Linked DNA regions of Ovis aries: region 1 is linked to region 2. Evidence: chromatin contacts called from public Hi-C data. All regions are on one chromosome and are shown on one strand. The core of a region is the stretch at or near the end of the contact, and the rest is flanking DNA. Distances in the headings are between cores, read along the strand shown. Region 1 has its middle 52 kb from the start of AP1M1. Region 2 overlaps EPS15L1 (epidermal growth factor receptor pathway substrate 15 like 1).

What was found. Hi-C and Micro-C count contacts between places; a contact is called where the count stands out from the background.
Region 1: a Hi-C map of blood shows a contact between it and region 2, with 3 times the contacts expected there. The contact joins two enhancer-like sites. A contact is called at or near these places in 3 of 16 Hi-C or Micro-C datasets (blood, muscle and tail adipose tissue).

Annotation. Positions count from the first base shown.
Region 1 is chr5:6,547,738-6,554,333 of ARS-UI_Ramb_v3.0, reverse strand. No RefSeq gene overlaps it. Among named protein-coding and RNA genes, the nearest start is that of AP1M1, 52 kb to the left of the region's middle. Within about 2 kb of position 4,978, at least 8 of the 54 cell types and tissues checked have an H3K27ac peak or open chromatin away from gene starts, as enhancers often do.
Region 2 is chr5:6,411,706-6,417,798 of ARS-UI_Ramb_v3.0, reverse strand. EPS15L1 (epidermal growth factor receptor pathway substrate 15 like 1) reads right to left here. Exons shown (of 24, transcript XM_060416230.1): 18 at 4,755-4,815; 19 at 3,685-3,767. It overlaps LOC121819589, which reads left to right. Exons shown (of 2, transcript XM_042249734.2): 2 at 4,579-5,943. Among named protein-coding and RNA genes, the nearest start is that of KLF2, 53 kb to the left of the region's middle. Within about 2 kb of position 1,993, at least 14 of the 54 cell types and tissues checked have an H3K27ac peak or open chromatin away from gene starts, as enhancers often do.

The sequences.
Region 1 (6,596 bases), core at 3,729-6,228, 130 kb before region 2:
TGTTAATTGCTCAGTGGTGTGCGGCTCTTTGCGACCCCATGGACTGTAGCCCACCAGGTTCCTCTGTCCGTGGGATTCTCCAGGCAAGAATACTGGAGTGGGTTGCCATTCCCTTCTCTAGGGGATCTCCCTGACCCAGAGATTGAACCCAGGTCTCCTGCATCTCAGGCAGATTCTTTACCATCTGAAGCCCAGAGTGTCTCTCGCTTGTCCCATCTAGGATCCAAACAGTCCTCCCTGTCCCAACTTTCACCTGCCACGCAGGGCTCCCCCTTGCCTGAACCCCTAGTTGTCTCATCCATCCCTCACACTGGGCTTCCCAGGTGGCTCAGTGGTAAAGAATCCACCTGCCAATGCAGGACACATGGGTTTGATCTCAGGATCAAGAAGATCCCCTGGAGAAGAGGATCCAAAATTCTTGCTGGGAAATGCTACGGACAGAGGAGCCTGGCGGGCTATAGTCCATGAGGTTGTAAAGAGTCGGACACGAACTAGCAACTAAACCACAGTAATCCTTCAGATTTGCTCTGAGAGGCAGTAGCTCTCATAAAGCCCATTTCATGGCAGAAAACTGAGGTTGGAGAGCAGGAGTGTTGTGCCTGGTGTTCACCCAGCAGGGGCTGCCCTGGCCCTCCTCCCTCGAAGCTCAGAATGTTCCCAGCTGCTCCCCCAAGCAGTTCCCGCAGAGCCCATCCCCCACCCCGCCTGCAATCAGGTGCTGAGAGCATTTCCCATCCCACTTCTGGCTCTGCTCCCTTCCAAGAGAAACAGGTTGCACCTGGCACGGCTTCCCAGAAGACCCAGGGCAGCAGGAGTCCAGCCACGTGAGTGGGTGTGTGTGGAGGCATATGGTCACATTGCAGCCCCCACCATACCGCTGCCTGGGGGAGGGAGGGACCCTAGATCCGAAAGTGAGGGCTGGGGAGGTATACCAAGCACACAGTGCTGGAGCCAGCTGGACCTGAGAACAACCGGGACTCGGCTGCTTGCCATCTGTCTGGGTGACCAAGGGAATCTTAGCCTCAACCCATCATCTGGAAAATGGGCTCACAATGGCCCTTAGGAGGATTCTGTGAGGGGACTGGGAGCTGGTTGTTGGAGGGGGGCATGTGTAGCGCAAGGTCCAGCAGGCAGGCAGAGCTAAAGCATGCAGGCATTTCATTACAGCAGGGTGGGACCACCTTGCCCAGCTCTACAAGCAGATCTTCCTATGGCGAATTGACTGCCTAATGAGCAGGGGCACATCCCGTCCTCAGCCAAGAAAATCAGATCATAGCACAAGGCTCCACCATTTGAAAATTTAAACATCCCCCCCCCCCACCAGAAACCAGCCCCAGGACACTGCCACACAGCTAAAAAATCTTTTTTTTTTTTTTGGTAAGTGAGCTGAAATTCACATGACATGAAACGAACCATCTTAAAGTGAACAAACAATTCAGGGGCACTTTGTGCATTTACAAAATTGTGCAACCGCCAGCAGTATCTAATTGTAGACCATTTTCATCACCCCAAAAGGGAACCCTGTTCTCATGAGCAGTCCCTTCTCGTAACCCCTCCCTCAGCCCCTGGAGCCACTAGGCTGCTTCCTGTCTTGATGAATTTGCCTCTTCTGGACGCTTCATATAAATGGAATTATGCACTCTGTGACTTTCTGTATCTGGCTTCTTTCGCTCTGGGTGATGAATTTGAGGTTCATCCACACTGTGTCTTGTATCAGGCTTCATTCATTTTTATGGCTGAGCAATATTTCCCCGTATGATGGACCACGTTTTGTTTACCTTTCACCCATCAATGGGTATTTGGTTTGTTTCCACTTTCTGGCTACTGTGAAAATGCTGTTGTGAATATTCATGTATATGTATTTGTTTGAGTGGGGCTTCCCAGGTGGCGCAGTGGTAGAGAACCCACATGCTAATGCAGGAGATGCAAGAGGCCTGGGTTCGATCCCTGGGTCGGGAAGATCCCCTGAATGAGGAAACGGCAACCCACTCCAGTATTCCTGCCTGGAGAATTTCGTGGACAGAGGAGCCGGGCGGGCTGCAGTCCACGGAGTGGCAAAGAGTCGGACATGATTGAGCACGCAGACCCAGATGGCTGAGGCCCCACAGAGGTAGCACTGATTTATGAACAAAGTTCCATATTTCACTCACGTCTCTTAAAAATGAAAGAGGAGATGAAAGCCAGCGGTTCCCTCACCTCTCACCCCATTGACCCTCCCTGTGTTCTGCACAAAAGCTCTAAACTTGAGCCAGTGAGGGAGATATGGGCCCAGCAGGCAGGGGCTGGGTCCTCCTGGAGAAATCGTCCTGGGACCCTGGTTTTCTGCGGCATCTTGGCCCCTGCCTCCACGGGCGGGGAGGTGTGGACCACGTCCCTGAAGCCAGAGGGCAAAACAGCGGCAGGGCCAGCGACCCTGTCTCAGACCTCAGCTGGAACCTGGAGATGCATCACTGACCCCCGTCCCTCCCTGCTTCTCCCTGCAGAGCCGCCAGACTCAGGCACCAGGGCTCAGAGGACCATAGTGGAGCCAGTGAGAGTCAGAGGTGAAAGACTGTTTTGAGAATCAGAGTGAAATGAGTAATATTTAATCACAGTGTATCCTTCTCATAAAGCAGTAGACACAGTGACTGAGCAGGACACAGCAAGGCAAGAGAATGTGTCACGCTTATACAAAATTGAGGATGTTGAGTTATGACTAGAGGCAACTTTAATTTTATACTCTCTGCCAAAATGAATTTTATTTCCTAGAAAATATTATTCCTTTTATTGCCTATAATTTAAAATGTGCATACACACATATATATAGCTTATTATGTGAATGAACTAATGTTATTATTTTGGTTGCAATAAAATCTATTTTGAAATTTAAAAAAAAAAGTTCCCCAGATCCCAGGGTCTCAACCAAGAGGGAATAAGTCCTCTCCCAGGAGCTCAGGTCTTGGTTGGCAGATCTAGGAGGAAGTGCCAGGTTTCAGAGCCATGGAATCACCCCCTCTTGGAATCTCAGCTTCCTTTTCTGTGAAACAGGGAGAGTGTCACTTGACTCTAAGCCTTCACACACTGTTCCCTCAGCCTGGTCATCCCTTCCATGCCTTCTGCCTGATGAACTCCTACATATCCGCTACACCCTAGCTATGACACTATTCCTCCAGGCAGTCATCCTAGACAGACACCTGGATTCCTCCAGCCTCCTTCTAGCTGAACCCTGAGCCTGTAGGGCTGTGTGTGCAGGGGGCATCTCCCCCAGACTGGGGGCTCCTTGACGGGCAGGCTGGGAGGGCTAGGGTGGGGAATGTTAAGTGAAAATGAAGCCACCACTATCCCCGTTTGATGGATGAGGATGACTCTGAGAGGGACTCAGCTCCTGAGGGTCACACAGTCACGGTAGCTGCAGAGCCGCAGCCCCACTCGGGGTAGTCGGGCTCCACTCCATCTCAGAGCTTGAGAGTGGACCTAACTACCCAGCACCCTCAGTGGGCTGCTCACCCTGACCCCCTCCTGGGTCCCTGCAGCCCCTTCCCTGGGGCCTAGAACAGTCTGTCCCCTTGTTACGGGGGGTGTCCTCCTGGTGGCCCCAGGGTCACAGATAAGGCCACTGGGCCCAGCTATCAGCAGGAAACATCTTGGCAGGACAGGAAGCCACGGCATTGGCCCGCCGCACCCTCGGCAGCCTCAGCCTATCCGCAGCCTGATATTTTGGGAGCCGCTATATAAACCCTGACTGGGCTGCCAGTTGTTCCCGGGGGAAGCACGAAGCTTCATGTTCCTCGGCAGCCCTGTGGCCCCTGGGCCAGATGCTCAGAGCGGGGTGCACCAGAGCGCCAGGCTCGCTGGAGAGGCCGGGGCCTGTGTGCGCGATTCCCCCACCCCATTCAATCTCAGTGCTGCCCCTGGCTGGCTGAGCGACCCAGGGCAAACGACTTCGCCTCTCCGGGCCTTGGTGTTTCCCTCCCCATAGCTCTCCCCGGTCCTGTCCCAGGAAACAGCGTGCGCTCAGTTGCTCTAGTCCTGTCCAGTTCTTTGCTACCCTACGGACTCCAGCCCACCAGGCCCCTCTGCCCATGGGATTCTCCAGGCAAGAGTACTGGAGTGAGTTGCCATGCCCTCCTCCAGGGGCTCTTCCCAACCCAGGGATCGAATGCGCATCTCCGGTGTCACAGGCAGATTCTTCACCGGCTGAGTCACCAGGGAAGCCGCTCAGGAAACACTCACCGGTCTCCAACCACACTCACAGGTTCTAGAGCGTTTCCTGAGGTTTCTCGGCCTGACATGGCATCTGCCGACACCTGAGGGCCAACCCTCCCCTGCTCCCTCCACACCATGGGAAGTGCCTGGGAATCCGCCTTTTATTTTTTGAGTTGCGAGTCAAGTTTTATTGGGGACAAAATGAGGACTGCAGCCCAGGAGAGAGCACCTCTGCTTCCCAAGAGGCTGGGAGTGGGGAGGTCAATATATGTGATTTGGGTGAGTGGGGAGCTCAGGAATCTGCATTTTAAACTAGCCTCATACAAGCTCAAGCTTCTCAAGTTCAAGGACACCCCGTTGGTTCCAAGTCTCCAGGACACCTCACCTCCCCCGGACAACCACCCAACCAGACCCCAAACAACCTCTGGGTCAGAGAAGCAACATTCCAAGGACGTGGTCGCAGTTATTCCCATCTTACAGAGAAGAGAACTGAGGTCCAGAGTGGAGAAGGGACTTGCCTGAGGCTGCACGGCGGGCCAGAAGCAGGGTGGCATCAGAACCCAGGCCCAAGGTCCCCTCCTGCACCCCACGCCCCTCTCAGGAGGCTCAGAGGGGCTGAGGATCGCTCCAGAGGCCACACAGCCCGCTGATGGTGGGGATAGAATTCAAACCCGAGCCTGCGTGCCCGCCCCCAATCCCCACCCCTGATCGACACACAAGGGAACCAGCCCAGACGCAGCAGCTACTGCTTGGAGCCTGACTGACATGTACATGTCGCCCACGACCAGTAAAAGTGAAACGCAGAAGTGAGATAAAAATACTCAAGAGCTCACTGGGGCTCAGAGTCGGCCCCTGCTCTCGGACCCCGGGGCCCTTTCCTGGTGAGAGCCGAGGGGCAGGCCGGCAAGCCAGGCGGGGGGGACCAAGCGTGACTATGTGCAGCGGCCGGCCCAGCACCTGCGGCAGCCTGACTGCGGGTGGCGGAGCGTGCCCAGCGGCCCCCCGCCCCCGGCAGCTGCAGCCGGCGAGAGGGAGCGGCCATGCCAGATATAACCCGACCTGAACTCCACCCAAAACCAGCGCCCCAAGGCCGGCCCGTGCCTGGAAAGCCAGTTTGGGCCCCGTGAGTTTGGGTAGGTTCTGGGCTTGTCTCGCTCCCAAGAAAGGTCCCAGTGTGGCCACACGTCTCCTGCAGACCTCCTCCACCCCCTCCTCTCTGCCAGGCCTGGTGTGACGTAAGAGGCCAGCCTGCCCCTGTCTTGGCCAGCCTGCGGTAATGAGCTCCTGCTCAGCTTGCTGTCCTGGGGAGTCAGGCTTCCATCCCTCTCCTAACGGGATGCTCACTACCATTAAAGGAGCCCAGGAACCCACACATCGCTCAGAGGGGTCCCTCTGCCCCTGCCCTGCCTTGCTCTGCCGCTGAGCCACCTGGAGCTGGTCAAGGACCTGGGCCTGTCCTGCTCTAAGTTGAACGCATTTGAGCCTCCGATGCCTTCTCCCAGGGCAGCACTCTGAAGTGTGCACAAACAAGCACACACACCATGGCGGTCTTCACTGAACCCTCTGTGTGCCCCGTTTCAAAGCGGCAGGGGCAGCCGTCTGCCTGCTCTGATCAACCCAAAATGAGGAGAGAAATCACCTCCCTTGTTCTGGAGTCTATGGCTCTATTAATGCAACCCATGGACCCAGCAGCTTATCTGGCAGCTACATCACAGACAGCAGGGCTGTTACGTAATCATTAACCATCAATTCAAAAATTTTGAGCCCACCAGGGTTTGGCAGGAAGGATTAGGGCTGGGAATGTTCTGTTTCTTAATCTGGGTGCTGGTTACACAGGAGTGTTCACTCGGTGAAAAGTTATCGAGCTGTAGATGTCTGTATGCTGCACTTGAACAAAACATTTAAAAAGAAGAAAAGGAAAGAAGTTTGACATCAGGCCAAGACTGACAGGTAAGTTGACAACAACTAGATGAGGTTTGGAGACATGGATGGATGCAGGAAGAGCAAATGCGAAGACCTGGGGTCCTGGGGGATTCTGATGTGTTTGAGGATCTAGCAGAGAGACCCAGGCCTGGGGTGGGGGCAGGGACTGGTCATGTAGAACCTCCAAAGCCACCAGCAAGAGCAGGGACATGGCTCTGAAACCAGCACAGTGCCAACAAGAGGTTAAAGTGGAGGCTGACGATATGGAGTGGACACACACAAAGGCCACTACAGCCGCAAGCGAAGGGGTCCCCAGTCCATGTGCCAGAGGGGGAACTGAGGCCTGGTGAGGCCAGGCTGCTTGGCTCCACGTCACTGGTGGAGGGGCAGTGTGCGCCTCCTTGACCCTTCCAGGGTCTCTTTCTTTCTAGTCTGATGCCCTTGTGTGCCTGGAGGGTAGGCAGGCTCACTGCGCCCAAGAGGTGAGG
Region 2 (6,093 bases), core at 744-3,243:
CTTCCCAGACTGAGCGAGCCAGAGAGCCAAGGTGCAGCGTGGACCTGCAGCTCAGCTTTAAAGTGAGCGGCTAGGGTCTGCTGTTCGGGAAAGAAGACGGAGCAGCCGCTGAGATGGAGAGCGCGCAGCTGCTTCTGCTTTTGCTGTTCCCAGGACACGCCCTGGGTTGACAGCTCTCTCCACGCTTGCCACAACCTTAGACGGGCAGGCGAGAACCAAAATCAATTTCTTGGCAAACGGGGCATGACCAGCTCCCTAGGCCCCTGAGTGGACCCGTTCTTGTCCTGGGAGCTGGGTATGCGCCAGCTCTGGGGAAGGGGTGCAGAGGGACACCTGGGAGCCTCTGGGTGCGGACCCCCCGCCCCCACCCCCAGAGCTGCATGGCGCACGGTGAGGCCCTCGTCCACCCAGCCTGTGCACCACACCCCGGAGCGCAAGATGCACTGAGCCTCCCGGCTGGCTGGGCACACCGTGGGCCAAGCCGACCCTCCGCCCCCTCATCTATCTAAACCCACTGCGTGGCTGGTGGACCCGCTCCAGGGAGAAAGAGTTCGCCCACAGCAGGGAGTTTTATCACTTCTGACACCAAAAAGCCTGCGTCATTTCCGAATCCTGACTTTCATGACTTGAAGTTTTCCAAGAAGCCTCCTCTGGGACCTGACTCGTTCCTACTCAGGCTGTAGCTTCAGGGAAAGTTGCTATTTTTAGAAGGGTTTCAGTAAAGCCGGTAGGGGCTCTCTGGCTGGGCTATAGTGAAGTGTGCTCCAAAAAAAGAAAAAAAAAAAGAAAAACACACAGACAGCAAAGCTACTATACAAGACACAGCTCTAAAAGGTTTACAGTTCAAAAAATTGACTTAAAACAAATGACCCTCAACTTAAAAAAAAAAAAGCCCTAAATAGAAATGCATGCTTGAAAAACAACTGAAAATGGGCTGACAAAGGGCAGTCAAGTATTTCATAGCTGGCTTTTTTAAAAAATCCTAGGGTAGGAGGGGTGAAATAATTAAGTTGGAGTCTTGTTTTTATTCTCAGATGCTCTGAGATCTATTTTGGGAAAAGTGTTCTTAACGCAAGGTAATACTGCCTAGAAAAATCACCTCAGGTACGAGGGGACCTCAACTAAGGGTGCAAGCCTGGAGACACTCCCAGAGGAATCCAGGGAATCAGACTGCGGGTTGATCTCCTCCAGCACTGCCGGGCAGAGAGGGGCACACTCCAGCTTTGGGTGAAGTTAAGGAAGGGTGCCAGCCTGCATGGCCTCCCCACCCCACTCAGGTGGAGAAGAGACAGCGATGTTCAAAACACACACACACCCCCCCCAAGCAGTTAAAAAAACACCTTCTTGCCACTTTACTTTCATTTCCTTCGGCATTTTATTTATACACACAATGTTGTTCTTGAAAAACAGAAAGGGAACCAAAAGGGAAAAACAGACCTATGAGGTTAGGGCGCTGAACTGAGCTGGGCAAGCGCCATGAGATCAGGAGCTGATGGGATCGTGGAAACAAAACAATGGAGACAAACTTTCCACGGCCCCAGCCAGCCCTGTCCCGCCCAGTGCCACCAACAGGAAGGGGCGCTGGCTCTGAAGTCACAAGTGCACGTGTGTGTGGCCTGAGCCGGGACACGAGATCAAGGAGAGGGAAAGCGGAATGAAAGAGGGAAAACGCACCTGCAGGTTAGAACGGGCACCAAGAGGGAAGGGCCAGGCTCTGAACTGCCTGGCTGAGGGTCGCCTCTGCAGCTAGCAGAGACACAGGCGGGTGCTGCCTGGAGGCGGCGGCCCGGGTCCCGCCAGGCGGCCACTCCACACAGCCTCCAGTGCGCCCTGATACAGAGGGCTTGGCTCACGCCTCGTCCTTGTCCCCTGGTCCCAGCTCGGGGGCACTGCTTGCCCTCGTTCCCCTGCCTCTGGGGGAGAGGGCCCACTCGTGCTGGCTTGAGAACAGGGCATGAGCCCCTTCCCTGGAGACTGCCGCCCCCGTGTGGCAGAGGTTTCTTCATTTCAGGGGACAGTTTCCCGCCCGCTAAGCAGGGACAGAAGCCAAGGACACGCAGTTCCACCCGGGGAGTGCATGTAACAGCCACACAGCCACAGGTGGACACGAAGGCACATCTCGGGCTCTGGTCCCTTCTGGCCGATCCCAGACCACCAGTGTCCCAGTTCCCACAGGACTGTGACTCCCTCCAGGCACGGGAAGGAGACAGGACGGAAAGCCTGGCACCCCCAGGCTCCCTCCCACGGCAGCCAATGGGCAAACCGATGCTCTGCCTCCAGCCAGGACTTAGATTTGCTACCTCGACAGTTTACACTCACGCGCTTCTCTGAAAACCTGAACAAAACCTCAAACGTTTCTTGGAAGCCACATGCCACAATCACACATTGCTAACCACAAGCGCTCAGCACCCAGACAGCCGTGCGCCCCTCGGGCTGAGTGAAGCAGGCGGGATGCCCCTCTGAGGAGCTGGCATGCGGGGTGCGAGGGGTGGGAGGTACGGGCTCCAGGCTGTAGATGCCTGCTCCCACACGCTCCAGGGTTCCTTCTCCAGCCATCCCCCCGCCCACCAACTAAGGGGCAAGATCAGGGACAGGAGCTGCATCTGCACGTGTTCACCAGTGCCCCAGCGGCCACGGAGCCCGGGCCACCTGGACCAAAGTGGGCGGCTGGAAACACCCGAGGAATAAACGGAGAACACGGGGCTCCAGCAGGCTGTGCTGCACCTGGTTCTGCATCCTTGAGGGGACCCCACCCTCCCGACGAGGCCAAGACACACACCGAACGCTTCCCTCAACCCGCTAACCCGGGCTCGCAGTCGGAACCAAGGGACACTAAAGGTTAGGGCGGAGAACAGAAGCTGCACATCAACTCCCCACAGCCAGCGCTTTCAACAGCTCAGCGGTTTCTTCTGAAATGCACCTCAGAGTCATGGGCTTCTACTCTTATTGCTCGCTCTGTTTTGGACAGTCTCTACCGACGGACTTCTTGCTCTGCTAAAGATTTAGCTCTCCAGCCACACCTCCTTCGAGCCCCTCTCGACAGAGTGATCACACCGCCTGTGGGGCTACATTTACAGTCAGTTCAGGTAATTATGGCCGCGCAGACACCGCCCAGGCCGAACAGAAGTGACTTACGGGCCTTCCTGAACAGCTCACGTTTCACCCGCGTATTTATTCACCAACTGAGCCCAGCCCTCACTTTCCACATTCTTCTCGGGTTCTACCCACAGGCAGCTCCAGACACATCTGCGTGTGGGCCTGTGGCCCCCGGTTCTGGCCTCGCAGGCTGCACGCCAGGCCTGGCCCCCTGTGCTCAACACCTTCTTGCATTGTTTGGCCATTGGGAGACTTTATCACCTGAGGTCTGACGGCTGTGAGACACCAGTGAGGGCAGGAGGGAGGCCCTCGCGCCTGTGCCTGGGCAGGCGGCAGGGGGACTCAAGGCTTTGGTACCGCCACTTGGAGGAAGGGAAATGCGTCCAGCCACAGCCATGGACACCTTCCAGACCCTGTCTGCACACTCACGACGTCAAGTGAGCATGCGCTTTGCATGTCGGAGCTCGACAGGTGCCAAGGAAACACATACGTGGCATGAAGCAACTATGCCTGGCAGCCCAGGACGAGACCACGGCCGCAGCACAAGGACACCGGCAGAGGTGCAGGGGCTCCACGCGAGAGCTTTACCTTGGACATCTGGCTGAAGTCGGCAAAGCCCTCCACGCTGCTGAAGGACCCGCTCCCGAAGGGGTCTAAGGCTCCGAAGGGACCTGCAAGCAACACCAGGAGAGGCAGTTATCCCACACTCACAGAACACGCCTCCCGCGGGCAAGCCCAAGTGCCGTCTCTCAGCTCTCCACAGCGCCAGAGCGGATCCTGGGTGGTCACGTCTGTGTGCGGGCTGGTGACTCTGGGTGCAGGTCCTCAACCAGGAGTCCCCACCGCCCCACTCGGCCCACTCTGGCTTGTGGTTGGTGCAGCTCAGCCAGATGGTTTGCGGCCACATGAGCTGGGGGCACTCAGCCCTGTGGCTGGGCTGCCAGCCAGCATCGTTCACACTCACGGAGCGGCAAGCCCCCCATGGAAGGACAGACGGGGCCTGGTGTCTGTCCTGCTGGACCAGGAAGGGGGAGTGAGAGGGAGGGGACTGCCGCCCACACGGCTCACGTGGGGAGGTCATCTGTGGGCAGAGATTTCTGCTGAGCTTTTTCCTTTGGTGGGTGGTGTGATTTTCCTGGAGTAGCCCACAAGCCCACCTATGAAGTCAAGCTCTGTAACTAACAAGCCAAGATGCTAGGCAAGGCAGCAGTACCAACTGGGGCCTGTTCCCACAGGCAAGGTGGGGTGGGCAGTCCGCAAAAGCTCCCCTCCCTTAGAGGCACACCTAAGGGTTTATGCTGTGAAGGGAGGGTCCCTCAAACCCAGCGCCCATAGCACAAGCCTCAACAGAACTTTGGATTTATTTAGGAAAAAAAGCCAAACATACAAACCAAACATTCATAAGAAGACTGAGTAAAAAGTAACTAATACGTTAGTGTTATTACTGAATTAATCCCTACAGCCAAGCTTCCTTCCCAGCAGATGCCAGCTCCCGCTCAGGAAGACGAGGGCCGTGGCATGGGCCACACTGCCCCGGGTGAGGATCTGGGTGCTACTTACTAACAACACAAACGCTGAGGACATGCCAGCTTTGGAAACAGGTGGGCCATTCTCCTGCCCAGGGACGAGTGAGAAGTAAAAGCAGCCATTGGTCTCACCTGATCCTTTTGAGGAGACACTGGAGGACGAAAAAGGATCGCTGGATTCAAAGGGGTCGAGCTGAGTGAAAAGGAGAGGAGAGAGTGAAAAGCAGTTCCTGTGCCCGTCACCCATTCACTCAGCCACAAATTCTCCGGACATCTGTCCCAGCCATGGGGAGGACACAGCAATTTAAACCAAATCCTGGCACAGTCCAGCAGACCAACCCCTCCTGCATGTAATACCAATACTCTGGACCGGGAAAGGAAAAAAAAAAGCAATCACCTGAAGACCTAGGAAGTGAGTCAAAGCAGCAAGACTTTGGAAGAGAACTGAAATCTGGCAGCAAAAAAACAGTACAAGGCTGAATTTTCCAGGTTTTGTTTTATCTTGGCCCACTGCTCAGCTTGTGGGATCTCAGTTCCCTGACCAGGGACTGAACCCCGGCTGCGGCCATGAAAATACTGAATCCTAACCACCAGACCACTAGGGAACTCCCAGGTTTTCCGTCTTGATAGCTATGGTCTGAGAATATTGAGAGGCTATGGATTCCAAAAGAAAACTCACTGTCTTTCTGCACTGAAGCTGAGAGGCGGGAATCCCAGGACAGCCACAGCCACGAAAAAGGGATGTGGCCCAGCAAAAAAACAAAAAGCCCAGTGGAGAACTAAGCTGTCTTCATACCTGCAAATGAGGCAGGCTGTCTTTGTTAAGACTGTTGGAATTTACTAACCATAATTACAACATATAATCCAAAGAACGTTAAGTAACATCCTTATCATGTTTATCAACTGTTCTCTTATCAAGATCTATTGTGTTGACTAATTGAACAATAATTCAAGTAGTGTCCCGGAAAGAAACCTGCTTGCACTCCCTCTTTGGAGTCTGGCTGGCGGCGCTGAGTACTGCCAGCAGCCCCGACGTGCCCTGACTTCGTGTCCTCATTTAGAGGCCTCGTCTTCTGCACGTGGCTTCATCCCCAGGTGGCTGCAAACAACCTGGGGCTGTGTTTTATTGGGGAGTTATTTGGCCAGGGCCTTTTGAACAGCAGTGTCCCGGTGAAGTGCTAGATATTGTTTATTTAAGAATGAACTTTTCTTCTTTTTTTTTTTTTTAACAATAATATCCTTTCAGAAATTTCTAACTACTTTGTAACTGCATGACTTAACATGGTGATAAAACAGTTATTAAAAGACTATTTTTTCCAAAGCTTAAAAAAAGAGGAGGGGGGATGCGGGGTCTAGAAAGGAAAGGCAGAGAATGGGAGTCCCAAATTCCATGATAAGCTATGCCCAGGTCTCAGGCTGACCCCTACACTGTGTGTGGGTGGGCAGACTCAGTGCAGCCTACAGCTAAGGC